Regions from separate parts of the Triticum aestivum genome. Here region 2 is linked to region 1. The links are chromatin contacts, called in public Hi-C maps. All regions are on one chromosome and are shown on one strand. The core of a region is the stretch at or near the end of the contact, and the rest is flanking DNA. Distances in the headings are between cores, read along the strand shown.

Evidence for each region. Hi-C and Micro-C count contacts between places; a contact is called where the count stands out from the background.
Region 2: a Hi-C map of leaf shows a contact between it and region 1, with 6 times the contacts expected there. The contact joins the promoter of LOC123121393 here to the promoter of LOC123121390 in region 1.

The regions. Positions count from the first base shown.
Region 1 is chr5D:309,239,012-309,242,331 of IWGSC CS RefSeq v2.1, forward strand. LOC123121390 reads left to right here and starts at 1,552. Exons shown (of 4, transcript XM_044541347.1): 1 at 1,552-1,753; 2 at 2,699-3,320. The coding sequence starts at 2,758. It overlaps LOC123121391 (serine-threonine kinase receptor-associated protein), which reads left to right. Exons shown (of 7, transcript XM_044541348.1): 7 at 359-922. The coding sequence ends at 591.
Region 2 is chr5D:310,133,972-310,137,291 of IWGSC CS RefSeq v2.1, forward strand. It overlaps LOC123121393 (ASC1-like protein 1), which reads left to right and starts at 1,507. Exons shown (of 6, transcript XM_044541352.1): 1 at 1,507-2,058. The coding sequence starts at 1,897.

The DNA of each region.
Region 1 (3,320 bases), core at 302-2,801:
TTCCGTGCAACGCATGGGCATTTTGCTAGTATTATATTATAAAGCAGTTGGAAAGGAACATTGGAAATGGATCAATATGTTGTTCTATATTTCAATGATGAGATTCATCGATGTAATCTTAAGCAAGAGTTCCACCGGCACCGAGACTAGTTTATTAGTACTATTTTCACTCATCGTTATTTCATGTGTTTTCTGATATTGTGCGTTGACTATTTGATGGTATTTATGTTGCAGTATTGTCATGTTACTTGTTTGATTGTGCTTCAATTGTATACTTCTCAGAAGTTATTATTGGTTCCTTGTCCTCTCAATTACACTTTGCCATGCTGACATAACCGAGTATTGTTGTATTGTGCAGCCTGTAACAAAGGGCATCATGGTCCAGTTCACTGCGTCCGGTTTGCACCTGGTGGCGAATCATACGCCTCAGGGTCGGAAGATGGTACTATTCGGATCTGGCAGCTGAGCCCACCTAACGTGGATGCTGAGGAGGCGGTCGATACAAATGGTAAACCCAAGGCTGGAGCAGAGGAGATTGCGTGTAAGATCGAAGGCTTCCACATTGCCAAGGAGGAGAAGGCCGGGGAGTAGGATTACATCGTTGGATGAGATGCTGTTGTGTTATCCTCAAAGCTGCTCTTTCCGCCTTGCCTTGCGTCTGTTCGTCAAAGCCGGTGTCCGACTTAAGTGTGGCTGGCTTGTATGAGTAGTTAACTGCGCCGTGGGAAAAATCTTGCCCTTCATCGAGCAACTGCTAGGGATTTTTTGGTACACCGAGAATAAGCCAAGAGTAGAACATTTTGTGGATGAGGTGTTGATCAGGATTAGATTGAGATGCCATTGTGTATTTTGTGTTGACACATTTTTGTCCCACCCTTTTATGTTGACGATGATAGACGAAATGGTGTTGTTTTGGTTGATATTCGCTGGAGAACATGGCAGAAAGACAAAATGATATTTCCAGCGGCACTGCCTCGTGTTGTTGGCAGTTTAGTAAACTGCATTACAGTGGTAACATCGCCTGTTTGTCGCATTACTTTGTTGCCGACCGTTTAGGTGCCCTAGAAATGCGCATATCAATGCCTTCGTGCAGCAGGTGGATTAAACAACGGTTACATTCTTACCGAGCTCGCCATCACACGAGTTTCAAGTAGTAGTACCAACTGCTCCCTCCTTCCTGGTTAACTAGGCCCCTCAACACATGGGTAGTTGAAGTCAGTCAGCAGAGAAATTAGTCGGAGGCTACCGTAACTAGGTCTTCCATATTCCAATGTGAGGGTGGTGCCCGGAGATACTGTGTGACGGCACCGCTCACCCCATCCCGTGAGGGGTAAAACCGGGAGATCCGTGGACAAGCACGCGCGCACTGGACCAGACTCCAGGCAGGCAGGCAGTCAGTCAGGCCCGTCGGCGTCGTGGACACAAAGGACGGACAGACACTGGGGTGGGGGGTCCGCCCTGCTCGCAACTTGCAGCTTTGCAGCGCCGGTACACGCCGCGCTGATAATTTCATTTTATCATAGGCCCCGCCTCCCCCTTCCTTTCCTCCCCCCACACTCTCTCTCTCCAAAATCAAATCAAACCGGAGCCAAATCAAAGCAGCTCCTCCCCGGAACACCGGCCGGGAACCCCTCCCCGCCGGATCCGCCCCCGCCCCCTCCCCCGCCTCCGCCCGCGGTTCGATCCGGCGCGGCCGCCTCCGGGCCTGCATTCGAGGGGCTCCGGTCGCCGGCGCCGAGTCGTCCCCTCTTCGGTCCGTTCTCTTCCCTTCCCCCTGCCTTCAGTGCTGCTCTTCTCCGCGCCGTGTTCCAGTTGTAGGCATTCCTGGGGCGCTCCTTGCTTGGTTCGCGCTGGGGGCGAGAGCGCGGGGCTGGCGAGGTAGGGTTTGGGCTCCGGAAGTCGCGTCCCCTCTTCCCGGGGGTCTCGGTCCTTGGTGATGAGCGGGGAGGCGACGCAATGCTGCTGTTTCACTGGGGTTTAGTGTGCCAATTTTGTTGTATTTTTTTTCTTGTCATGGTGGTTCCATGTTGTTTCCCTGCTGTGAGATTCCAACGGTACCTAGGTCCTCGCATCTAGTGCGTTCTGTACCCTTTTGGAAGATTCCGGGGTAGCTCCATGGCAGGTATAACAGGGATGTTGCGTTATTAGGTTTAGATAGACGAGCCCCAGAAGATGGTTTGCATTATCAGCAGGTTTAATTTACTCACTACTTGGACGTCCCTGTCAGTTTACTGTACATTTCTCTCGTTAGATGGAATTTTGCTAGGGATTATAGGAAGTAGGCTATGTAGCTATCACCCATGTTTGAACCAAATGCAACTTCCCCGAGTCCTCTTTGCTAGAGTTTGCAAATAAATAGAACATGTCCTATATAATATCAACAAGTTTGGGTGAATCTCACTTTCCTTTGGTGGAGTTGCCACTAATGTGTTGTGTTGGTCATTTTTGCCCCTTTTTTAGTGGATAATTTTTTGCCAGTCAACTTCATATAGTTATAACTTATTCAATCACCATACTTAAGCAGTGACAGAAGGGGAAATAAAAGATAAGCTATCAAGCATGCTATATTAATTTGCTACTTCAAACTTCAAAGTGTTTTTATATGCTGACCATGGATTAAATGATCTGTTGGACTATGCTTTGTTCCTTAAGAGATTTTTTTCTTTCGTTTTGCTGATAATATGATTGCATGATGCAGTTTGAAGTATAATTTTGGAGGATCTGACTAAGGAAGCACATAAGATCGACCTGTTCTTAATGGATAAAATACCTGCTGATTGCCCTTATCCTGGATGTTTCTTCTGTGTTATGAAGGAAGCAAACCCTAGCAAAAGAAGAGCAAGTGTGCTGAAATTCTTTAGAGAACTTCCTTCCCAAGATGATGATGGCCAAGTTCTCCCTATCAGTGGCCTTTGGAACACTGCCATGGCACACCCAAATGACCCTGAATTCATCAACTTGGGAATATTTGAGTGCATGGCAGCTCTAATATGGAAGGGCCTGAAAAACAGGCGTTGGCTTTCACATGATCAGAATATCTACATCCCATATTATGCAGCACATGTTATTGGATCCTATACGATGAATATGGAGGAGTTTGCAGAACGCGCTGTTCGTGCCGGAGTAATACCTCCATTAGTTGAACTCTTAAGAGGTAGGCTGACCTGGGTGGAGCAAAGAGTTGCTGTCAGAGCTTTGGGGCATTTGGCTACATACCCTAGTACATTTCCTGCTGTTGCTGATCATGGAGAAGTGCTTGAACTTGCAATTCAACTTGCCTCAAGCTCTCTAGAAATTGTGTACTCTCATTTTTACCAATT
Region 2 (3,320 bases), core at 257-2,756, 890 kb after region 1:
GGCCGCGCCCCCTGGCAGCGGCAAGGGAGGATGAGGAGGGAGGAGGACCGGCGGCCGAGATCTGGGGATCCCTCCATGCCGCCACGCGGCGCGGCGAAGGGGAGGGAGGGCGGCCAGACGTGTATCCTAGTGGGGAGAACCACAACGTTGCAATAATAATAAGAATTAATTCTCATAATGTAAATCTTCTATCGTGATACCACCTTCGCTCAGGTTTATTAGACCCCCTCTTATTTTGGGCTAAAATTTGACTATAAATTTAACTAATAAAGTTCAAACTATATTTCATAAAAATTATACTATGAGAAAGCCTTTTTAAATACAAATCCAATAATATACTTTTTGTATAATATAATTTATATTTTGTTAGTTTTGTAGATGATCAAACTTTGACCCAAAATACGAGGATACTCAGTAAACTGGAACGGAGGTAGTAGTACCTATTAGCCAACCAGGCGCGTTATAAAATCTCTCAGGGCCGCAGTTTATTTTTTAAAAGAACTTTTAACCTATACATATTCAATCATGCTAGTATAATGAACATCATAAATAAATAAAATTATATCCAAATTTGTAGACCGCAACATGCGCCTTGTACGTTGTGCATGCAGTGGAGCTCACATCCAACGACCCAGCGCACGTCTGGTGTTCAATTTGCCGTGATTAACTGACGTGGTTAATGGCACGGCCGTTGTCTTCCTAATATACAACAGTTATCACGATATTAACTACGTGGGCGACTAATATTGCAGGAGTAATTAATTAATTCTTTAATTACTTGATTGGACCAACCCCACAACCATTGTAGTGGTATTGTACATTCCAACCATGAGAACATAACACAAACCAACCTGTGGTTGCATAGTTCTGTTGCTCGTATTTATTTTAGTGATGTGTATTCATTGGGACGAGACGTTCTTGTTGACTACCAGCTGCCTTTAGTGATTCCGTCAATTTCAAGATGATATATCGGCTCGGTCTCTCGGAGGTGCTCTTGAGTGTATAGAGATGAGTGTATGCGCGTATATATAAGTGTTTGCGTCTATACTGTGTTAAAAAACATGAGAGCATAATGAAAATGACTTTTCCTTTTTATATAAACTAAACAAGGTATGAGTGAGCTTTCTTTCTTTTTGGCCACGAAAACAGTCCATGAGTTGACAAAAGCGTGCATTTTACAATAACATAAAAAAAACCGAGATCAATCAATCTACATATGGACGGGCGAAAGTGACAGATTTGGTTGCACAAATACGACGTGCTTACAGAACCCTGGATTTGAATTTCGTGACACGGGCACACAGAACAGCACCATGTGCCAGCGCTCTAAAATTTCAATTCCCAAGAAAAGCTCTAGATTTTGACGAGTTTTGGCGACAACGAAATCCAGCCAGCCAGCCATACCGATATGCCCTCGATCGGGGTCACGTGGAGACATGCCCAGCACGAACCAGTCGACCGGAGACAAAGGGGATTTGTACCCTTTCTTTTTCCGTCACAGACGGGATCCCGCCGCCTGGTTGCTTCGTAACCAATAACGCCGCTACTAAATTATAAAGCTGACGCTCAGATCTCATCTCCCCACCCAACCCAACCTAACCCCAGTGGATTCTCCAATCCCCCGCAGAAAAGGGCGCCAGTGCATCCGCTCCCGTTCCTAGCAGCAATCCGTTACCACCAAGGCGGAAGATTTAGTACTCCTCCTCGTCTACTTCTTGCTCAGCTCCACCCACACCGAATCTAGCATCGCGGCGGCTTCGTGTTGACTCGTCTGTCCTCCTCCCCGGCTCGGGAGCGCTCGTGGGCTTCTCGGATCGGCGGCGCGTCCGCTTTCCGTGCTCGGATCCAAGAAACCAGCTGGGAGTTAGGTTCTTGGATTTGGATCTCCCACCCGCAATGGCGGCGCTCGTGGAGCTCTTCACGAGATCCTACTCGTCCTCCACGCCGGTGGACTGGGAGGCGGAGGCCTACCCGGCGTACGGCGACTACGCCGTGCTTCCCATCCTTGTCGCCTTCTTTCCCGCCCTGCGCTTCCTCCTCGACCGGTTCGTCTTCGAGGTAAACTGCCTGGCTGCTCCCCTCTTCGGTTTTTAGTGGTTCATCGGATCCGGAATGCCCGTGGTAAGCTGCAGTTAGTTGCTGGATAAGCATTCCCCCTTGAGTTTCTTGCTTCAGTATTGCTAGTGATGAATCAGTTTTCTCATAAAACTGATGTGCCTGGATAACAGTTTCGGTAACTGTGCATGTTCTGATGTGAGCCTCTGTAACTATGGATCAAATTGTCAATCAGAAAAACAAATAGAAACTAGAAAATACAGCACCATAGCAATAATGTACTGCATTTTGATTGAGATTGTGCTGGATTCGGCTCGATAAAGCTGTGGTCATCGTGACTGCTTTTTCGAAAGTTGCCTTCTCTTTAACAAAATAATCGAATCATTGACACGCTCTTAGATGCCACTTGTTTTCCCTCTTGTTTAGGGCGGTACTTTTAAACATCTTCATACTGTGAAGTGTGTGATTCTTTGGGTTCTACTGATATTATTGGTTAAATGGCATGTGAGTAAAATTTGTTGTGCTATATTGCTAGTGAATCAGATGTGAGGCGGGACATGCTACTATCCAAGTTTATCTAGAAAATTATAGAACATGTACTGGAAGCTTAACATTTGCAAAATATTATCCGCTCTTACTTTTTTGAATTTTCAAACCGGGGGGGGGGGGGGGGGGGGCTGTTCCCACCTTAATTCATTTGCCCTACAACAAGGCTTTGCAGCCCATCGCAAGATAGGGTCCAAGTGAACAGGAGGCACAGGGGAGAAGAGATTGAGCAAAAAATAACACACACCGACAGCACACATAGTAAGGGAGAACAAAGAGGGAAAACACAACAATGAGCACCGTGTCAGATCCCGCTAGGAATCGACAGGGAATTGAAGTGGATAGAACCAAGAAATCAAGGAAAAAGTAAGAACTGAAGAACCAGAGCACTTTTGGTCGATACCCCTCTCTCAGGTTACAAGGCCTTATATAGGCTAGGGAATTACAGGGGCTTAATTTGAAAGTAAAGGAAAGGAAAAAGCAGCAAAAGGGGGAAACAGAGATAGGCATAGATCATGTCTTCCTCTCATCCTAGCCCTCCAATCTTCTCTCTTATCTTCTTCCACTAGTACCTGACACACCGCTGGTGTAATCACTGTTCCAAATATCGGTCCGTGAACTGCCGATATGGTCAGTTAACTGCTATTCGGACCCTTCCCGATATGAGAACATGCTATTCGAGCCATTAACTGGTAGGCCAAATCATTGGCCTGCTACGC